Linked DNA regions of Rattus norvegicus: region 2 is linked to region 1. The links are chromatin contacts, called in public Hi-C maps. All regions are on one chromosome and are shown on one strand. Each heading gives the region's core, a stretch centred on a gene start, on an enhancer-like site or on the middle of the called end of the contact. The rest is flanking DNA. Distances are from core to core; before and after follow the strand shown.

Region 1 (5,114 bases), core at 346-2,845:
TAACTGTCAAACAATATATTTTTAATCACTAAAGGTGCTGAGGACCTGCATTGATCCCCAGCATGCACATAAAAACCTGCCTGCAGTGTGTGCTTGTAGCCCTACTTCTGGGGAGAGGGAGGCAGACTCATCTCTGGGCTCACTGACCGTCAGCTCCTTGGGATCAGTAAGTCCCAGGTCCCAGTGAGAAAGTCTGTCTCTGAAAAGAAGGTAGGTGGGCCTTGAGGAACAACATCAGGTTGACCTCTGGCTTCTACATATTCTACATACATACTTCCCATGTGTGCATGAATGAACTGCCCATGCTATACACACAAAATTCACTAGAACAAGATTGGCTTGGCTACCTACACTACACTGTATGCGAAAGTATGAAGATACAAACAATATGAGAATTGCTTTAGGAAAATTAATCTATTTTCAAATATATAGAGAATTGCCTCAAATAGACAAAAGACTTCAGGGAGAGTACAAATGTTCTTGTTATTATGTTTCACATATTACACTCTTTTAGTGCTTAAGAAAGTAACTTCAAGTCTGGAGTAGGGCACCTTCAATAGTTTAAATTAATATGAACAACTCTGAGAAAAGTCAGTGGACTTTATGGCTTGAGGAAAGGAGGCATATACTTAACCTCAACTCTGGTACTTCTTAAGTGAATTTCTGTCTCTGTCTCTGTCTCTGTCTCTCTCTCTGGAGTAAGTGACAACTCCGATTCCACTTAATAAAAGGAGTAGTATTACAGACTACAGTATTATAGATGTGTAGTTAACATCCTTAAAAGGAAAGATGTTAATGAAATAGTGGTCATCCTACAGATAGTCCAAGCTTCCTACCCTCGATGTCCAGTTCTTCCGATTGTAGTGGACTCCCATTCTATCTCCTCAGCATCTTTTTCCAAAATTTATTTCTGAGGAAAGTATTTTTGCATTGATAAAGTATTACAAGATGTAGCTCCTGTAAGATAAGTCCAGCACTAGAGAGACAGAAGCAGGCGGATCTCGGAGTTTCAGGCTAGCCTGGTCTACAGTGAGTTCCAGGACAGCCAGCTGTACACAGAAAAACCCTGTCTTGCGGGAAGGAGGGGAGGTGATGGCGGGGGTGGGGGGGTGTTATGAGATCACTTAGATTTTTAAAAATGAATTCTATCCGTTTTTACTGTAAAATATAACTTTTAAAAGAAAAACATCTGGTAATTTACCCTACATTGGGGAAAGGGTGTCAGTGTGGCAGGTACCTGAAGGCTGTAAAGCTTTGCAGACCGGGGTCGGACACCAAGGTTCCTACGGAGCTCAGTATAAATCTTCTTTATAAACGAGTATGAAAATTTCTGTGGTCGGCAGGCAGGCTTCCCTGCCAGGCTGTGGTCTACACCGCTGCGCAAGGTGGAGAGCTGACTATAACCCAAGTGCCTTCGAAGCTTCCATAAATAACTAAGGTCAATTAAGTCTGAATATTCGACTGCCAACAACCTACCTTAGCATCTCCTGCAAACCACAACCCGCCCCTGCGAGAGCCGGCGGAGCCTAACCTTGGGCAATTGCAAAGCTAAGGAAGTTTCCCTGTCCGGCGCCGCTAGACACAGAGACTCCCGGCGTCCCTTGCGAACGCCCGCTGCCGCGCTCCCCTTCCGGTTCGCCCGGTGCGCTCCTTCTAATGCGCGCTCCCGCAGGTGCGTTCCCACCAGTCGCGTGCCCTCCCTTGCGTTCCCGCTGGTGAGCGCCCACTAGCGCGCCGTCCCTCCAGTCCACCCCTACAGGAGCGCTCCCTCTAGTGCGCGTTCCTTCCCTTGCGCTCCTGCTAGGTGCGCTCTCTCCGCACCACAAGCCACAGGCTTCTGGAAAGGCCGCACCACAGCGCCACCTATGCTCCGGAGGCCGCAGAGCAGGGGTCCGGGCCGACCCAGAACTCTGCAGGAGCCCTGGCTTTGGAAAGCACATTCATCGGAGATAATTCCCACATTAGATCTCTAGGGGTCAAAGAGAGACTTGTTACGGGACCTCTGATAACACTGATCGTTTTGGTTTTCACATAGCTATTAGTAGTTCACTTATATTTAATTTTAAAAGTCATACATTATCAGCATTTTCTCAAAGACAGGCATTTTAAAAGTAGTATAAGTGCTAGCCCTGTTATACAAGGAGGACGCCAAGCCAAAGTAGATGATATAATTAACGTCAAAGATGGTTGACTCTTTCGAGTGGATTATCAGTTGACAAATGGGAATGTTGTTTCTGGTAATTTTCAAAACCAATTCCACTCTCTCTTTTCTATGGCCTCCCATCCTGACTCCTGAGTTGTCCTGTGAAGGCTAAAATTATACATTAAGTTTAAATTACTGTGCTTTAGACATCTATAAAACAGATGTCTTAATGCCTCTAACCTGTAAGCCTCTCTTGGCAAGAACAGATAACTTCGTGTAATGCTGGGGGCTATTCATGTAAGATAACAGGCCACTTGCTTTCACTTCTGTAAACAAGGTTGGTTGTTCCAACCTCACAGGATGTACACACATAGGTGGGAGTTTTGTAGCCAGGAAGTATGTTGAGATGTATGCTTGCCCTGATTAGATGAAGGCAGGTTTTGATTTTCTAAGCTTCTGACTAATGTAATTTGGTACCATATTCTGGGAGTCCTGGGTATGGACTTGGTCAGGGTCCCTTGTCCTGGCCAGTATTTAATAAAGCTTGCTTAGCTCAAAAATTGTGGTAGTAGTCTTATTCTTGCCTGGTGGGATTAATAGTCCATGTGATTTATTTTGGGTAACGTTATTCTTTATTACTATTTTTATGTATATGGGTATTTTGTCTACATATATGTCTATGCATGAGTTTTGTATCTGACGCCTTTGGAGGGAGAAGAGGGCATGGAATTCCTGAACTAGAGTTAAAGACAATTGTGAGCCAGCCTGGGGGCAGCCCTGACAGGTCTTCCTTCATGTTCTGGTTCCCCTAGAGCATCGAGCATCGGCGGGGATAAGATTTGGCCTTATGAGGTATTTGGGATGACTGTATAATAACAATAGGCTTCCGTATCTCAATTCTAAGTCACCTTGCTTCAGTAGCTGATCTGCCTTCCGGGTTCCTCTGAGGCAAGAAACTGTTTAGCACCTCATCCCAAAACAGCAGGGGATTAAGTGAAGTAGCCTTCGTTCTAGCTCCACAGGAATTGTGAGGCTCTAACTTTCAGCCTGCTTGCTAGCCAAAGGCACAGGAAGAAAAGGAAGACACTTTGAAAAGTGATTTTAGTGTTAATTTCTAAGTTGTAAAGTTTCCTATGAAAGCTCTCTAAGAAAAAAAGGAAAGCAGGATGTAAAAAAAAAAATCTAAGCAGAGGGGGATAAGGAGAGAATAATGCTCTCCTCTCTTTGTCCTCAGCACTTATGCATCTTTCAAGATGCATGATCCCATGGTACAAAGTTCATCACAAGTTTACACACAAGTTCAAATCATAAATCAAATAAGAAGTTTACAACTGAGAATGTTTACATGCATATATTAGGAGTAATTATCTGGCTAACATCCATCACCTGTCTCAGCTCCACAGGTTCATTGAACTAAGTTATTAGTGAAGTTGTGTGCAGATAAACCCAGTCAATATTTAATCTTCTGTCCAAGCACCTATAATAATCTTCAATTTTCTTTTTATGACATTTAGTTAATGATTTTACAACCTCTTAGAATGTGCTCCGAGTAGTAGAATGCCTGCTTACCACCTCAGAAGCAACTAACTCATGACACTGAAGACTGGCAGAGTACTCATTGCAGTTTTGACGATCAGAAAGGATTTAATAGCAGTGTTATTAAAAGAGCTCAATAATTACTATAATTATAGGAATTCTTATAGGATCATCATTAAAGATTAAGAAATCATCTATTTGAGGGGTTGGGGATTTAGCTCAGTAGTAGAGCGCTTGCCTAGCAAGCGCAAGGCCCTGGGTTCGGTCCCCAGCTCCGACAAAAAAAAGAAAAAAGAAAAAAAATCATCTATTTGACTATACAATATCACTACAAGACAATACATCTTTGTTGTTCTGCAGAGATCTGCTCAAAGGCATAGGCTAATACCTAGTGATTGTTATTCATGTTTAATAATAACAGGAAAAGCATATTAATAGCAGAAATCTTTACTAAAATGAATTTTTCCTGGGCCTTGTCTATTAGAGCAAATCTGTCATGGATATTTTTTTAACCTGAGGGAGACCATCTCAGGATTTCACCTGCTAGTTATTAGCTCACCCTATGTTGGCTCCTGACACGAACCACCATGTGAGAGCTGGGACTCAAGGTAGGTCTTTAGGAACAACAACTACTGCTTTTAATTGCTAGACCATCTCTCCAGCCCAAGGGATAATGTGATTTTTTTAAAAATTTGATGCCAGAGGCTAGGAAAGCATTTTAACTGGTAAGGAAGCTCCGACTGATTCTGTACAGATAGAAAACACCAAGCAAAAGTCAAGATCCTATTTCCCTTGAGCCTCTTCTTTGTTGGGGTCGCTAGAGAAAGAATTTTCATCCAAGTGTTTGCATGTTGCTGCCTTTATCCCTGCTATTAGAAATAAGTTCAGGGTCACAAAGAAACCACTCTAAGTGTCAGGATAAGGCAGACCCTACTTCTGGTCTGCCACACAAAAGCAGAACAAGAAGCACATGGAACAGGAGAGGTGTTTTAGGCAGTAACCAAATCTTTTCCTCACTGCCTGGGGTCAGACCTCACAGACTTTTGAGATTGGCTAGTTTTGTTTTTTGTTTTTTGTTTTTTTTAAAGAATTGGTGTAAGAGACATTAAGAAAAGGGAGAAAGAGTCGTTGCTCCAGGACATGAAGTTCTGGGAATGTGACAGTGGAGTCTTTTTAAAAATAAGTTTTACCAGGTTGGGGTGGCTTAAACGTTTGGCTAAAGGTTTTACCAGATAGGGAGGGAGATTTAAAAAATTTAGCCTTTTTATCAGAAACATGTTTTACAGAAAAGACAAATGCTTAATGTTTCTTACCCTGGTACTGCTTGTGGAGAACATTAGTTTAGACAATATGGGAAGTTTCCTTTCTATTTATCAAATCAGATTTTGTTGCCAGGCATCCCAGCACTTAGGAGGTCAAGGCAGGAGGATCAAGA
Region 2 (5,436 bases), core at 1,605-4,104, 450 kb after region 1:
GCAGGTGGTATATATCCAGTGTGAAGACAACAGACAGATGTTTGGACAAAGGAATCAACCATGTCCTCAGTAGGACACAGCAGAAAGTACAAGAAAGGAGCAGACTGTTCAGAATAGCATCTAGTTTAAAACTGAGATATTGTTTATTTCAGGAATATAATATTTTTGGACTGTAGCTGGATGTAAACTAAATCATGAAAAAGGGAAAATTCCTATGACCTAAAAAAAATAAAGTCTTATAGAGAAGTGTAATCAGGGAAGCTGTAGGTATGATATTTCTAACACCTGCAGTTAGCTTTGGTGAAAACCCATATTCAAATGTGGCCTAAACAATTCATTTCAAACTCACATATTTTTGTTTATGTTTTCTGGGCTTATCTCAGAAGGTTAACATTAGCCACAGAGTCTTCTGAGGGAAGCTGAATCCAGAGTGAGGCTAAGGTTCATCACTCTATCAACAGAGTTCAGGGGTCACAAGGGCTTAACTGATACTTCCACAACTAATAAAGTGTATTTGTATTAATAAGCATATTAACGCTGTTAGGAAACTGCCACATTTGAACACCCTCCACCCTTCTCCTTTAAACCTGTGTAAAATTAAAAAAAAATTGGCTACAACTTTCCAGGCTGCTTTGAGGAAGTCCATTTGCTTACTGCTACTGTGCTGAAGAATTATACCACCATAAGGCTTCCACTGCTTGTGGGAAGGTGGGGGGACAGCCATCAACCAGCCCTCTCGGCCAAACAGGAACTAATCAAGACCCCTGTAAAGACAGTGGACTTCTTGCCAGCCTGGCCTTTGTCACTCTTCACAAATGTTCAATTTCAGTCAAGACTCACACCCATATCCACGACACCAGGACTGTGTCTAACACTTGGTCAGTATTTAATCAACATGGGAGTGTAGGGCAGGCTCAAAAGATAGGAGTTTTAATTCATTCGGTCATGTTCTGAAAGCAAAGTCGGATGGCCAGCATAGCCAAAAAGACTGTTTTACCAACTTTTTACGTTATATTCACATTTATCTCCTGGAAATTTAAATGCTTGTTGAATGTCCAATCTGCAGTGCAGGCTGTAATATTCTCATTCATTCTCTCCCCCCCCTTCCCCACCCCCTGGTGTGCGTTCTGTAAAATAAGAGCACCAGCACCTCCAGGCAGTTTCCAACTGATTCAGAGCTTTCTCACAGTGCCAATGGTCACTGAAGTGCTAGTTAGCAGTGTCTCAAACAGAAAACCCCACTTCCTCCTGATCCACAGATAAACTCTCAGTCCCTGTAGCAAACATTCGTTCAAAAATAGTAAATGAAAAATTTCCAGAAAAATTATTTGCAGGTTTTTTGTTTGTTTGTTTTTTTGTTTTTTTTGTTTTTTTTTTTTTTAATGTGACACGTGGTGCTGGGCAGGGTGAAGCAAGCACCTGCTTCCTTCTCCTGGGCTGTGATTCACCCTTTCAGTCTGGCATATTCGTGCTCTCCACACTGTCTGCCACTATTCCTCCGTCTTCTTGGTTATCAGATCTGGTGTCCAAGTACCAAGGAGCCTGCACTCAGGTCATCCTTGTTTTACTTAACAAGGGTGAAAAGGCTGTAGGCTACTTTTGAAACACAAAGCAATCACATTCACGCAGCTTTTATAGCCTGGCTGCAATGGCTCGACTTTATTATCAGTTATTTCTGATCTCTTATTGTGCCTAGTTTCTAAACTTTATCATCCGTGTATGAAATGTAATGAGGGGAAAGCACCTATATTCACATGATGTGTGTGTGTAGGCACTTGCCAAGATTTCAGGCTATACTGGGGGCCTCCTGGAACGTCCTCTTTAATTGAGGTGAAGACTAATATATTTCAAATACTCTGATTTCATATTATTTTTTGATTCCATATTATTATTAACATCCCCCCCCCGTGCTCTTTATTATAAGTTTTCCAAGTGGACTAATGATTCTATCTCAAAGTATTTTTCAGTCTTTTTTGGGTCCTTTATGTAAAGTAAAAGTACTACTGAGACAGTCTGTGTACCCGTTTTACACAACTGGTGACGCACCGGAACAGTGTGACTAGAAATTTATCCACCTGCCCGAACAAAATTCTACAAGCGCCTAACAGAACGCGCAATCCCTCTCAGGCAAACGGAAGATTTCCCTCCTTTTCGGAATATAAGACCTGGCCAGACAGACCCTGTGTGGGCAGACTTAATCAGTGCGCTTCTCTCTGCAACTGATTACCATCAGTCAAGTGATGCCCAAGTCACAATGGTCACTTCCTTTAGTAAGTCTGTGCAACCGCGGAACTGTGAGGCAACCAGGTCAAGTCCCACAGAACTGGGGAACACCCTGGTAAGAGCTGCAACCCTTGTAAGAAAGCATCCACACTCAGTGCAAACTTCTGCGAAATTCTGCCTGCGTGCTGTCTGTCCTTACTCCATCCCACCCTCGCTTACTCCTCCCGGGCGGGGACCCTCGGTAGATCTGACTGGGTCGCAGGACCGCCAGCGCTCTGGTTGCCTCCGGTACAGACCCCTGGGGCCCAGGCTTCTGGTGCTGGAGGCCGCGCCCGCGGTAGCCCCCGGAGGGTTCCCTCAAAGGCCGGGGAGAAGCTCCGGGTCGGGGAGCGCGGGCGGACAGCGTAGACGAGGCCCATCCTCATCCCCTCCGCACCGCCGCGGCCCCCGCAACTCCTGCGAGGCCAAGGGCTCTTTCGCTCGGGGAACAGGGGGGAGTTCACCCCGAAGAAGAAAAAACCCGCTGGTACCGGCCGGCAAGCAGACCGAGGCAGCAGCCCCGCTCCGCCCGCACGTCTCACTCACCCACTCGCCGCCGCTGCGCCTTCACCGCCGGCGCAGGGACCGCAACCGCAGCCGGCTCCGGGCCCCGCCCCGGCCCCGCCCTCCCACGCCCCCGAGTCCGCCCCGTCGTAGCCCCGCCCCCAACCACGGCCGCTCCAGATTCTGCAGGGGTCTGTGTCCGGTTCTTTTTAATCTGGTTTCCTTCTTTTGTCTTTGGTCACCGTTATGGAGTCAAGTTGCGATCTGAGGCAACCAAAACGCACCTGCCTAGCATACCCTGCCTGGACTGTCTAGACACCACTCCCACAGAGAAGGAACAGGCAATTGGGATGGCTGACACTACAAACGCCATCTTTCACGTGGGCGGAACTTGTCTCTGCTTGACGCGCCGCTGTTTCCTCGTGGGACTCCGTAAGTTCCGGCGTCGCATTTTCAATGTGCTTTGCCAGCCTTGAGATGTCAGTGGCAGCTGGCCGGGCGGAGGCTGTCTTGCACTTTGTATCTTCCAACCGCTGCTCAGGAAATAACGTTGGCAGAGTTGAGCTCAACCTAGATAGATAGTGCCATCTGCGTTAGGGAAACCTGCTGGACCCACGGAGCATAGTTACTGGTTGTAAGTAGGTTTTTTTTTTTTTTTTTTTTTTTTTGGTCAGCAGGTAGTGGATGCTCAACTAATAGTTAATGAATGAGTGGATTTCTTTTTGTCCGTATGGCACAAGTAACTGCCGTTAAGTCGTGCACAGACGGTGCACGTTCACTCCACAACAAGCACAATTTGTTAATTCCTCCCTCTCTGTACGTCATCACCCCGGTTTTCTTCTAAACGTCATTCAGTGCACTTTGTTTTTTAACTTTTGGGAAAATAACACCTTGACGTTTAATATGTTTAACTTCTTTTGGTTTGTAACTGTACTGTGACTTTTCAATACAGATGAGTAGTGTTTAATATTTTTCATCATTTACAGGAAAAGAAAGGAATTAATAACAAACTACCTATCAACACTACCTTTGGGTAGTAGTGTATGCTTTTTTCTTTTGTTGTTTGTTTTAAACCCAGCAACTGTCATCTGTTAAGTTCTTACACTGTTTTGTACGGTGCTTTTCAGACTATACAAAGGATTATGTGTAGAGTTTAGCATGCATCCAAACACACAAAATGGATAGTACCGTGTTTGGAAGGCTAGGGTTAAGAGTGAGATGCTGTAGGTCAAAGTGGGTGAGTTTTCAGGTCAGGTAACTGGGTGAGGCTAGACAGCTAATGCATAGCATGAGGAATAGACATTTATTTTATATCCCACACAGAAAAGTTAATAGGTAGATTTTAAGTACTATCGTGTGCACACGCGCGTGCGTGTACACACACACACACACACACACACACACAATTTGTCTGTAGTAACCCAGAGCTATCAAAGTAATTGATTGGACCAGTTTTGTGTTATTCTAGAGCCCAGTATATATAGATATTTGTTTGGTAAGCCCTTCTCCTTTAAAACTTGTCTGTGGTGATCCAAACTAACACTAACTACACTTCAGAATAAGACTGGAGCTTTGATTAAGTGCCTGGGGGAAGGAATATATACCTCCTCAGATTTTTTTTTTACTTCAAAATTTTGCGTAGAGCCAAAAACCAACTAACAAACAAACAACAAAAGAACCCACCCCCACCACCACCAATAACATCCAACAACAACAACAACAAAAACCAAGAAAACAGTGTCCATCAGATATCTCATTTTGTGTAATTTCAGTCCTAGGATAAATACGTTTTATTTAAAAAATTAAAAAAAAAAAAAACAGTCAAACCAAGAAGAGTCTAGGAATGTCCTTAGTGGGTGGAGGGCTTGCCTAGCATGTATGACTCCCTGGGCCATACCAGCGTCCTCCTCTCTTTTTCTCTCTCTGGAAAAAAAAATAATGAAACACCAAGACCTAAAATGTTGCATGACCACAAGAAATGAAATAAACCATAATAGAACTTATATGTTGCTGTGTATTTTGTGACCAATGAGTGGAAACCTTTTCCTTCACATCTCATGGAACAATTACTTAGCCATAGGTAAAGTAGGTTATATATTTTTAACTAGATTGTAGCTAAATTTTATTAATCAGGAAGGAAATAATAAGTATGCATGCTGGTCCATCATTACTGTATTGCCTGAGGGGTGTAGTCTAGAATACATCTTTCTTCCAGGGAACGAAGAGAAAATAATGCTAATTGTGTAGAACTATGATCCATGTTATTGGGTGTGGTAGATTTTTAACCCCTACCATCTCACATTTTCCAAATAAATCACCTCAAATAACTCTAGGCTCTATGTGAAAATATGCTTGCTGTAGAAATATATCTCCAGGGCTGAAAATGGAGGGCATTTGGCAAAGGTCTTGCTTACCTTGCCCTGGTTCACTCTCCAACAATAAACAAACCAGCGAGATGGCAAACACCTATAATCTGAGGCAGGAGAATTAGAAGTTCAAGATCATCCTAGGCTACACTACAAGCTGAAGATTCTTCGGGGTGGGGGAGCATCTAAGAGAAGAAAAAGAAAGGGAGTATCTCATCAAACAAGAACCAAGATCACTTTCCCTTATTTCCAACCAGAGCAACACCCTTAAAGACCTGATGTAGAAAAATGTGAACTGTCCATG

The links. Hi-C and Micro-C count contacts between places; a contact is called where the count stands out from the background.
Region 2: a Hi-C map of liver shows a contact between it and region 1, with 3 times the contacts expected there. The contact joins the promoter of RGD1359108 here to the promoter of Smim8 in region 1. A contact is called at or near these places in 2 of 12 Hi-C or Micro-C datasets (liver and mammary epithelial cells).

What each region holds. Positions count from the first base shown.
Region 1 is chr5:54,140,134-54,145,247 of GRCr8, forward strand. It overlaps Smim8 (small integral membrane protein 8), which reads right to left and starts at 1,596. Exons shown (of 3, transcript NM_001201374.2): 1 at 1,477-1,596.
Region 2 is chr5:54,584,503-54,589,938 of GRCr8, forward strand. RGD1359108 (similar to RIKEN cDNA 3110043O21) reads right to left here and starts at 2,855. Exons shown (of 11, transcript NM_001007702.2): 1 at 2,809-2,855.